Regions from separate parts of the Pan troglodytes genome. Here region 2 is linked to region 1. A link is a contact called in public HiChIP or PLAC-seq data. All regions are on one chromosome and are shown on one strand. Each heading gives the region's core, a stretch centred on a gene start, on an enhancer-like site or on the middle of the called end of the contact. The rest is flanking DNA. Distances are from core to core; before and after follow the strand shown.

Region 1 (5,072 bases), core at 1,485-3,984:
CCTACTCTCTCTCTTGTCTTCAGGAGCATTCTGTTTTGAGTGAATGCGGGACAAACAGGCAAATTAAGTGGTATTTATATTTTTCTCAGGAACAAATCTCCAACTACTAATAGTGGTGTTCAAACAAGTAACATCAAAGAATGAGAACACCAATGGAGGGAGAAAAGTGATGCTTTGGTGGTGCTCTGAGGGTTTAATTTAAAATAAAGAGAAGAGTCTCTTCGGCAGAGACAGGGCTGACACCTGACTAACAGGACCGGCAGTCAGCAGTCTCCGGAGCAGGCCCGCGTCTCCCGGGCACCCCAGGCAGGCAGGACGGGCCTGCAGGCTCAGCAGAGAAGAAACCTTTCCACCAGTTCCTTCAGTGAAAAGCGGAATCCTTTATTATTGGAATCACACTCTACCTTTTCCCTCTTTCCTATATTTGGCAATATTGTAACAATTCCAGATGTCCTCAAAGAGCTCTTTGCATTGGCAAGTAACATCTCCGGAGACTTTAACAATCCTTCTTCCGTCTAGTGATCCCCAAATCTGGCTGCCCAACAGATCACATGAAGAGCATTAAAAAAAATCCCAAGTCCAGGTCTTGCCCCATGCCAATTAAATCAGAATGTCTGGGGGCGGGAGCCAGACACTGGTTTTTGTTTTGATTTTTTTTTTTTAATCCCAGGTAATTCCAATGTGCAGCAAGGTCTGGGAACCACTGTTCTATGCCTTGCCCCTCCCCCAACGACCGCGCTGGGCACCAAACCCCAACTCCCCAAGCCAATGACATCAACAGCAAGTACGGGCCTGGCTCTTGGAACCCGCGCAGCTCAAGGTTGGAATTGTGCAATTAAACCTTCCGAGGCATGTTTCCCCTGTCAAGTGGGTTTATGGTCGGTAGTCACGAAGCCAGACTCGCTCATGTTCTGTCTGCACACTTGGCACACTTGAACCAGGGACATCAATCCGGGGTGTGTGTGTGTGTGTGTGTGTGTGTGTGTGTGTGTAAGACAGGTTTAATATTTTGGTTGGCTCAAATTCTTCAAACAGCAAAAAGAGACATCCAAGAAAGAAAGTCTCCGGGTTTTGAGGAGAAGTTTCTGTGAGCCCCATTTTGAAACACCATGGTGCTGGCCAGGAGGAGCTCTGCTTCCGGGGCTTCCGCTCAAGAGTCCCGCGATCCCCCCCTGCAGTGGCCGGACAGCCGCGTCCCGCTCCCCCGCGAAGCCCAGGCGCGACCGAAGGGCTGCAGGTGGAGCAGACCCGGACGTCCGCGAGGCGGCCATCGAACGAGAGCCTGGGGCTTTCGGCGCGGGCGCCCAGGAGGGAGCTCGGGTCCCCGGGAGGTGGGGGGCACTCTTGGATAGGCAAGACGAGGGCGCACCGGGCGAGGCGAGCGGCCGGGGTCTGCGCCCAAGGGGCGGGTCGGACCCCACCTGCCTTTTGCCAACGAGGAAACTAACCGCCGCCAGCACCACCCCTCCCCGGGAGCCGCAGGTGGTGGTAGACGAGTTCTCCCAGCTCCCAGGTCGAGGCTGCGACTCCACACCGGGGAACGAGGATCGCGGGGACCTGGAGAGGGGCCGGGGCCAGGCTGGCGGGCGCCGGCTTCAGTTTGAGACCTGCGCGGAGGGCGGAGGCGGGGAGGTTCGCTCAGAAAGCCGCCTGTCCCGCGGGGTCCGAGGGGAGGCTGTATTTTTGGGTTCCTTCCTCAGCTTCCCTAAACAGTGCAGTCTCGGCGGGTCGGCAGCGCCTGCCCCTCGGGTGCGCGCCAGGACCCCGCCGCGCCCTGGGAAGACAGCGCGGGGCGCACGTGCGGGACTCCGGCCCCAGGCGCCCACCAGCACCCGGCTTTCGCCCACTGACGCCGATCCCGCGCAGCTGGGCGGGGAAAGTGAGGGAAGAAAGTTGGGAGCGGTTCGGGGCGCCGGAGGTCCCGGCGGCCGTTCCCCGCCCGGCCTGCAGCCCGGTGTCCCACGCGTCTCCTCCTCCGCCCGCCCCAGACTCTCCCGGCCGAAGAACGAAACGTCCCGTTCCTCCCGCGGTCCCGGTCGGCGGCGCAGCTGATCTCAAGGAAACAGGAAAGGACGGGCGGGGGCGCGGGCGCCGAGCCGGTGCGCCGGTGCGCGGCTGGGCGGGCTGCGGGGTCCGGGGAGCGATCCGGGGGCGGCGCGGGAGCCGGCGAGACACGCCCTTACCTTTCTTTTCCTCCAGAGCCCGACTCGCCGGGCAGAGCGCAGCCAGCAGCGCCAGGAGCGCTGCCCCGGCCGTCCCGGAGGGTCGCATCGCTGCTCCCCGAAGAGCTCGCTCCGGCTCTCCCGATCAATACTGGACGGAGTCAGGGGGCCGTGCGCGGTGGTTGTGGCGTTAGCGGCGAGGCGGGGACTCGGGCGGACGCCGACGAGGTGGCCTGTCGTCCGGTCTGGGCGGCGGCGGCCGCCGGGGCTAGCTCGGGACTCCGGCCGCCTCGGCCGCGGCGGGCGCTCACACCGTGTGGGGGGCGGAGGCTGCTGCGGCCGCGCTGCGCCGGGGGCTGCCCGGTCGTCTAGCTCGCGCGGGCCGGGGCGCGGGGAGGCAGGGCGGGAGGAGGAGGGACCAGGCGGCGGAGGAGGGATCGGGAGGAGCAGAGGAGGAGGAGAATGCGAGGAGGAGGGAGGAGAACCAGCAGCGGGGACCCAAGGCCAGCGGCCGCCGGAGGCGGTGGACAGCGGTGGCCCCCGCGGGACCCAGTCTCCGGCGGGAGTGGGGCGGCGCATGGGAGGGGAGCGGGTGCCCTGAGGAGTTAATTTCCGAGAGGGGCGTTCCCAGCACTGCCCCTCTGGACCCGGTCCCCGCGGACTTGCAGGCCCAGCCTATGTCGAGGTCGAGCCAAATCTGTGCCAGGGTCCCCTTCCCCCTTTCCCTTCTTTTGTTTTACAAAGCAAACTTGTACCAGCTTTAGACAGACTGGCCGAGCCTTAGAGCCAGCGTCGGATAATGGCACCGACGGGGAAACTGCTCCTTTATTCGGGTCCCCACCTCCCCTGCAGCCCTACGGGACCCTCGCGGGGATCAGAGGCTGGCCTGGCAGCTGAGGAGGTCGCCGTGCCCGCGCGGCAGGGGTGCCAGGCGTCCGAGGTGGTGCTCTAAAGTCCGAGGGTCCTTCAGATCTTGTCAAGCACCCTCGAAATCATCTGAAATGAGGGCACACAACTCCGGGTGCAGAGACAGGCCTCCTTAATGTTTATTGCAACCAGCCATGGGTACTTTGAAGCCAATGTGTGAAGCACATTACTTCGCAAAAGTGAAGCTCTTGGAATAAAGGCTTGACACAAACAGCCGTGGAGATGCTTTTAGAGAGGCTAAGTGTTCCACTGCCCCGGTAGCTCCCGCAGGAGAAATGCCAGGGAAACTCGCGGAAGCTTTGGCCAAAAGAAACTGAGCTTCTTTGGGCTGCAGGAACTTGAGCTATATTCCTTTGGCAAGTCCACCCCATCCCCACTGTTCCTTCTCCTGCAGTAAAAATGTCCTCTAGGTCCATGTTACAGCCAGACCCCTCCTCTCTTCACGAGATTCACTAGGACCTTCAGGCCTGGTGCAACAACCCTGATCTCTCGGCTCTGTCAAAAATCACAATCCTGAAGTAAGTGAAGCTACAGACCTGCCCTTTGCTGTCTCTGAAGGGGAGCAACCTTACATCTTTCCTCCGCATCCAGCAAAATGTTTGTGCCTGGGTCTCGCACCCTGCAGCCTGAACGGTGGGGTTTTTCACCAGGGCAAGCGCAGACAGACACAGGTCTGCTCACTGCCCGCACAACCTGGAACTTCCCTGTGTATTAGGAGAAGTAATCTGTTCCTTTGTTTTAACAAATCAGTACAGCCACTGTGCGTTGAAGTCAGGCCCTGAATGCAGAGGCCGTGAAGGCTCTGCAGGCATGTGTGTGCTTCCTGCACACCTGGGCTGAGAGCAGTCCGTAGAAACACAGAAAACAAAACTAGAGAAAGGCAAATGGGAAGCACAACAGTGGAACATAAAATGAAGACAGGAGTGAGTCTTACAATGAAAGACCTGAATACGATAAAGTCCTGTGCATTCATTTAACAAGGGCCGCAAATTTGGTTTTAAACTATATTTTCTGTCAAGGGAATGTGACCTGTGTGTACAAGTCACAACACAAATCAATTTAAGCTACAACTGATTTGTAAGACTGCACAGGAATTTCTTTGAGTGCCCAAAAAGACAGCATGTAAGAACATCAGTTCTCACTACGTTAGGACTATATGAGACAACAGCCTTCATAGTACGGCTTGTATATTCTTCAATGTGATCTGATGGCATCACAAGAAACAGAGCTTTTTGTAAAGAATTACTAGACACACACATAGCACAATACTGGGATGGATTCCAGGGAACAGAGAAGAATGGGTTTGCTGAACATCTTCATGGGACATCTATGTAAAGTTTGAGTTTCTCCTTTGAGCTTTTGATACAAAAGCTGACATTCACGTTGATTTTGTAGTCCTTGGCTAGTACCTGGAGTGTGCTGATAACTGTGTTACTTGGTAAGTAAAAAACTGTATGGCCGAGCAGGCACTAATGAAGTCCTCTTAAGAGAGATAAGTAGCCTGGCATAGTTAGGGCCCTGCACAGTTAGGGCTCTAGCTCACAGCCTCTGTGGAGGGTGGTCCTAGACCATGGCCCGGACAGAGGCTGGGTGTGTGTGCCACCACCACAGAAATGACAATAGTGGCCCAGTTGCTGTGTTAAGCATTGGTCAGACTAAGCTTATCTGATAACCTGTGAGCTGGTTAATACTTGTATCTGCCTTTTATAGCAATGTGATGCTGTGGCCGGGAGAAGTGACCAGGATACCAAGGTATACTTGCTAGTATGAGAGGCCAACTTTGAATCCAAGGCAGAGCCGTGTTTTATCCCTCTTGTCCAGCAACGCTTCAAAACCTGAGACAAATGGTGATGTCAGGACTAAAATTCTATTTCATAATGTCTTGGAAATTTGTTAGGGTGAGTAATACCAAAATTTCTGCTTGGCCAAAAAAATTATAGATAAAGCCTTCATGTATGCTATATTAGCAAGTATGTACTAAGA
Region 2 (5,165 bases), core at 2,563-5,062, 240 kb before region 1:
GGAAATAGCAATCGAGGCAAAAACATTGATAATCTGGTTCACCTTCTTTGTGTTATTATATTCATTTCTGTTAGCCATGTAAACATAAAGTTTTAGTGCCTTAATGAAACATCTTCAGTTTTTCCCCTCTGTCATTTTTCCAGGGTCCACATTCCACAGAGAGACACAATTTTGTGGGTACAGCTCGGCCTGGATTTTAGTTGTCTGTAGTCGTGACTTGTTATTGCTTATATTAAAAAGTCCTGTGCAGTGGTGCTGGGAATGTCATGGATGAGGTGCCATTACTCACAGCAGGTGGAGACACAGGTGGTGGCACAGTGCACAGTGCACAGCATGCCCTCAGCAGCAGCAGCAGCAGAGGAGGCTCCCCGCAGTCCCCAGTGCCGATGCTGCACCCTCGCCCCTTCTGCTCTTCCTCCCTTCACTGGCACCATGGCTGATCAGCTGACCAAAGAACAGATTGCTGAATTTGAGGAAGCTTTCTCCCTGTCTTATAAAGATGGTAATGGCACTATCACAACAAAGGAACTTGGAACCATCATGAGGTCACTGGGTCAGAACCCAGCAGAATCTGAATTGCAGGACATGATCAATGAAGTGGATTCTGATGGCAATGACACCATTTAATTCCTCGAATTTTTGACCATGATGGCTAGAAAAATGAAAGACACATATAGTGAAGAAGAAATCGTGACGTATTCCAGTCTTTGACGATAGTGGCAATGGTTACATCAGTGCAGCAGAACTACGTCATGTCATGATAAACTTAGGAGAAAAACTAACAGATGAAGAAGTAGATGAAACGATGAGAGAAGCAGATATTGATGGAGACAGACAAGTTGATTATGAAGAATTAATACAGATGATGACTGCAAAATGAAGACCTACTTCCAACCCCTTTTCCCTGTTCTAGAAGAATCAAATGGAATCTTTTACTTACCTTTTGCGAAAAGAAAAAAGAAAAAAGAAAAAAGTTTCTAATTTTTTGTTTCTGTTTCTTTCTTTCTTTTTTTTTCTTAAAGACAGAATCTTGCTCTGTCACCCAGGCTGGAGTGTAGTGGTGTAATCTTGGCTTACTGCAACCTTTGCTTCCTGAGTTCAAGCGATTCTCATACCTCAGCCTCCCAATTAGCTGGGATTACAGGCGTGAGCCACTACTTTCAGCTAATCTTTGTGTATTTTAGTAGAGACGGGGTTTTGCTATGTTGGTGAGGCTGGTCTCAAACTCCTGGAGTCAAGTGATATGCCCGCCTCAGCTTCCTAAAATGCTGGGATTACAGGCGTGAGCCACCATGCCCAACTGATTCATTCTGTTTCTGTATAGCAAAACTGAATGTCAAAAGTACCTTCTATCCATACACACAAAATCTGCATGTATTTGTTGGTGGTCCTGTCCCCTAAAGACCAAGCTACACATCAGTTTTACAATATAAGTACATGTACTACCTTAATAATAAGGACTCCTCAAAGTTCCATTTAGTCATGATTAATACACTGTTTGGGCCGGCCAGTTTTTCATGCATGCAGCCTGATGACTGAGAGCAGTCAGCCATTTGTATTTAAAAAAAAAAAAAAAGGGGAAAACAAATCCAAAACCTATTCAAATGGATTCTGGTTCAATTTGTTTAGTATAAATTGTCATAACTGGTTTACTGAAAACGAACATTTAAAATTGGTTTATCTTAGGATGATGTGCAGAAAAATGGGGTGAAGGATAAACTGTTGAGACGTAGCCCCACTAGCGGGATGGTCATCTTGTACTTCTGTGTGCTGTGACCCATGGTGACGATGACATACCCTGGTGGCATGCCCACGTATGTTGATTTAGCGTTGTCTGCATTGTTCTAGAGTGAAACGGCTGTCACTGTTCACACACATTTTTAACAAAAAACCTTTACCAAGGGAGCATCTTTGGACTCTGCTTTTAAAACCTTCTGAACCATGACTTTGAGCCAGCAGAGTAAGCTGTGGCTGTGGGCTTCAGCACAGTCATCAACATTACCGTTCAACAAATTACAGTTTACTTCCATTCCGAATTGTAAATGCTAGTTTTTTTCCCCAATAAAAAGATGATTAACTTAAAAAGAAAATTCTAAGGAATCTACAAAATGACCACTAGAGCTAATAAAAAGTTGCAGTCTATATGGTTAATATGCAAAAATCGATGTAAATTTAGTATGCTAACAGTACAGAATTAGAAAATGAAATTTTAAAAATTATATTTACTGTAAGAACAGAAACATGCAATGTTTTTCAGTAAATCAACAAAAATGTGTAAGACCTCTATACTGAAAACTACACAATGGTGGTGAAAATATTGAAGAAAACTTAAATAAATGGAAATATATACCATGTTTATGGCTTATAAGAGTCACTATTATTAAGATAGCAATTCTTCCCAAATAGGTGTATACATTCCGTGAAAGCCCAGCAGGACTTTTTGTAGGAATTGACAAAATGATTTTAAAATCTATATGGAAATGCAAAGCACCTAGAATCTGCAAAGCCATCTTGAAAAAAGGGGAAAAAAAGTTGGCAGGCTTACATTGCCAGCTTTCAAAACTTATAGAAAGCCAGCCGGGCGCGGTGGCTCACACCTGTAATCCCAGCACTTTGGGAGGCCGAGGAGGGTGGATCACGAGGTCAGGAGATCGAGACCATCCTGGCTAACGTGGTGAAACCCCGTCTCTACCAAAAATACAAAAAATTAGCCAGGCGTGGTGGCGAGCGCCTGTAGTCCCAGCTACTCAGGAGGCTGAGGCAGGAGAATGGTGTGAACCTGGGAGGCAGAGCTTGCAGTGAGCGGAGATCGCGCCACTGCACTCCAGCCCGGGCGACAGAGCGAAACTCTGTCTCAAAAACAAACAAACAAACAAAAAACTTATAGAAAGCCAATAAAGCTACAGTGATCAAGACAGTGTGGCACAGGCATGAGGATCAACAAACAGATAAAAGGCATAGAAAGCCCAGAACTGGGCCTGCTATTACATGACTATACCTAATTTGGGAACCGTGGTTATCCTTGTGATTATGGATATAATTACAGATATGATTATACTCAACTTGGGAACAGTTTTTTTTTTTTTTTTTTTGCCTATATTAAGTGTTGTCAGGTCAAGGAGGTATGTACTGGTTGAAAAAAGATCCTGATTTGTAGGAAAAGACACAGCACATGGTGATGTTTTAGAGAGTTAAAATTTGGAGCCATTCTCCATATTCATTGGATAGAATCATCATCCCTCCTCTGCCTTTCAGCCTATATAATCAGTAAGAATTATATGGCAGATAAAAATCTGGCATTGAAGGATGAATCAACTGTTAGACAATTGATCTCATTTTCTCATGTCATCTGTCTACATCTCTCATGTCATCTGGCATATCATATGTTCTAGGTCAGTCCTGAGTTCAACTAGTCTGTCCTGTGATTTTCACTATTATTTACACTTGTTAGGTCACTATCGTGGGGTTCAGAATATTGGTGTGAGGTGGTGGCATGGGTGCTTTTTTTGGAGCAGTTGTGGGGTGGAATCCCTCCTGCATGACCTGAGGCCACAAGAAACCCCTTCCACCACAGGTGGTAGAAGTATGACACGTAATAAACCCTCGTGTGCCTTGTTACATGATAAGCACTTTATATACCTTAGACATTTTAACCTAAATCAACCCTAAATGGCAAGGTTATTTTTTCTACTAAATTTCCAACAACTAGGTGAACTAAAAGTAGGTTGAAAGACCAATTCTTATGAAAGAATGATTGTCAAAAAGAGAAAGATAAATTCTTCTGAAGAGACGAGAGACATAGGAGCAACTCAGACAGGAAACTTTTAATGGGTTTTAATCCAGGGTTTACAATGTTTTGAATCTGCAATTCTGAAATCCAAAGCAGATCTGGAAATTGAATGTTTTTGGCAACAAATTGGGTGGCAAAATCTGAACTATTTGTAGCTCTGTGTGCTGACGAGCATTGTGAGTGCCCTGGAGGGGCATCAAGCTTTTGCCCACAAAATCCTTTCTTTCCTTGGAGCATCTCAGTGGAGTTGTGTTTTGAGAAATAGTGCCTGACATAAGTTCGGTATTGCTACGTAAGACCTCTTTATTGTTTTTCTGCATAACTTTGGATTTTCCAATTCAGTTTACTTTGACCCACTCTTTACAGTTTAAGCATGCCAGGTGGTAACTCGATGGCTTCGCATCTTAATGATCGCATCTATGTGCATAATTCTTTGGGGTTCGTGGAGCAGTTTCACATTCATTATCTTGTTTGGTCCTTAGTAAAACTCCTTCTTTATTTTCAGCACTGAAGAAGTGGAGTCTCAGAGGTCACACAGCTGGCATGTGGCAGAACCAGCCACGCCATGCCGCCATGCCGCTTTGAGGACCAGTGACCCTCAGGGACTTAGCAAAATGCCATCTTCAAAACAACTTGTCAAGATCCTCACGGGCAGTCAGTGTCATGTTTTATATCGCGTACAACCTGCAGCACAGGGCGCAGCAGGCGTGAGTGCCACTGTCTAGGGACTCTCCATACCCTTCAGACGCAGGAACGGGAATCTCAGCCAGCTGTCTCCTCTGTCCCAGGTTTCTCTCCAGTCTCACCTGAGGTCGAAAAGTCCGAATGAAGTAGGTGATAGTCCATTGATCTGAAGGGCATAGTGGATCATGGGATTTTGCTGAGTCTACACCAGGTGTCAAAGAGTCTGGTGCCCAAACCTTGGCAAGTGCCCGTGACTGATTACCTCATTGTCAGAAAATGTGGGAGCCCGGCAGCGCTTGGGACCACCTGGCTCAGACTCTTCATTCCAGACCAGACCACTGAGGCCCGGGCAGCGGGGTCCACTTACAGGACGTCGGAAGGCAGTGGGCAGGAACTGGGCTCCTTCCTGCCGGGCCGGCTTTTCGGAGGCTGGCGCTGGGGCTTCGGGACTTGAGGGCCTGATCGCTGCGCAGGCCACGCGCCACCCGCAGAGGGCACCCGCGGTCCGCCGCGTTCCAGGGCGCGGGCTCTGGCGCTGGCCTCTCTGGCGCGCGAGGGTTTGCTGAGATTTAACAGCGGGCCGTTACACTCACAGTGTAAGAACAGACTGACAATTCCAGGGCGCTGGCTTTTATGAAAATAGGAAACGCCACGATGCACTCTAACGTGGAGATGGGTTCGTCTGTGACAA

Evidence for each region. HiChIP or PLAC-seq counts read pairs in DNA pulled down with a chosen protein or histone mark.
Region 2: an H3K4me3 HiChIP or PLAC-seq map of stem cell-derived excitatory neurons shows a contact between it and region 1, with 4 times the contacts expected there. The contact joins the promoter of LOC129144559 here to the promoter of EGFR in region 1. A contact is called at or near these places in 2 of 7 Hi-C or Micro-C datasets (induced pluripotent stem cells and stem cell-derived neural progenitor cells) and 1 of 1 datasets of contacts at active chromatin or transcription factors (stem cell-derived excitatory neurons).

Annotation. Positions count from the first base shown.
Region 1 is chr6:60,793,688-60,798,759 of NHGRI_mPanTro3-v2.0_pri, reverse strand. It overlaps EGFR (epidermal growth factor receptor), which reads right to left and starts at 2,734. Exons shown (of 28, transcript XM_519102.9): 1 at 2,184-2,734. The coding sequence starts at 2,271.
Region 2 is chr6:61,031,219-61,036,383 of NHGRI_mPanTro3-v2.0_pri, reverse strand. It overlaps LOC129144559, which reads left to right and starts at 3,812. Exons shown (of 4, transcript XM_054687553.2): 1 at 3,812-5,165. It also overlaps the pseudogene LOC741841.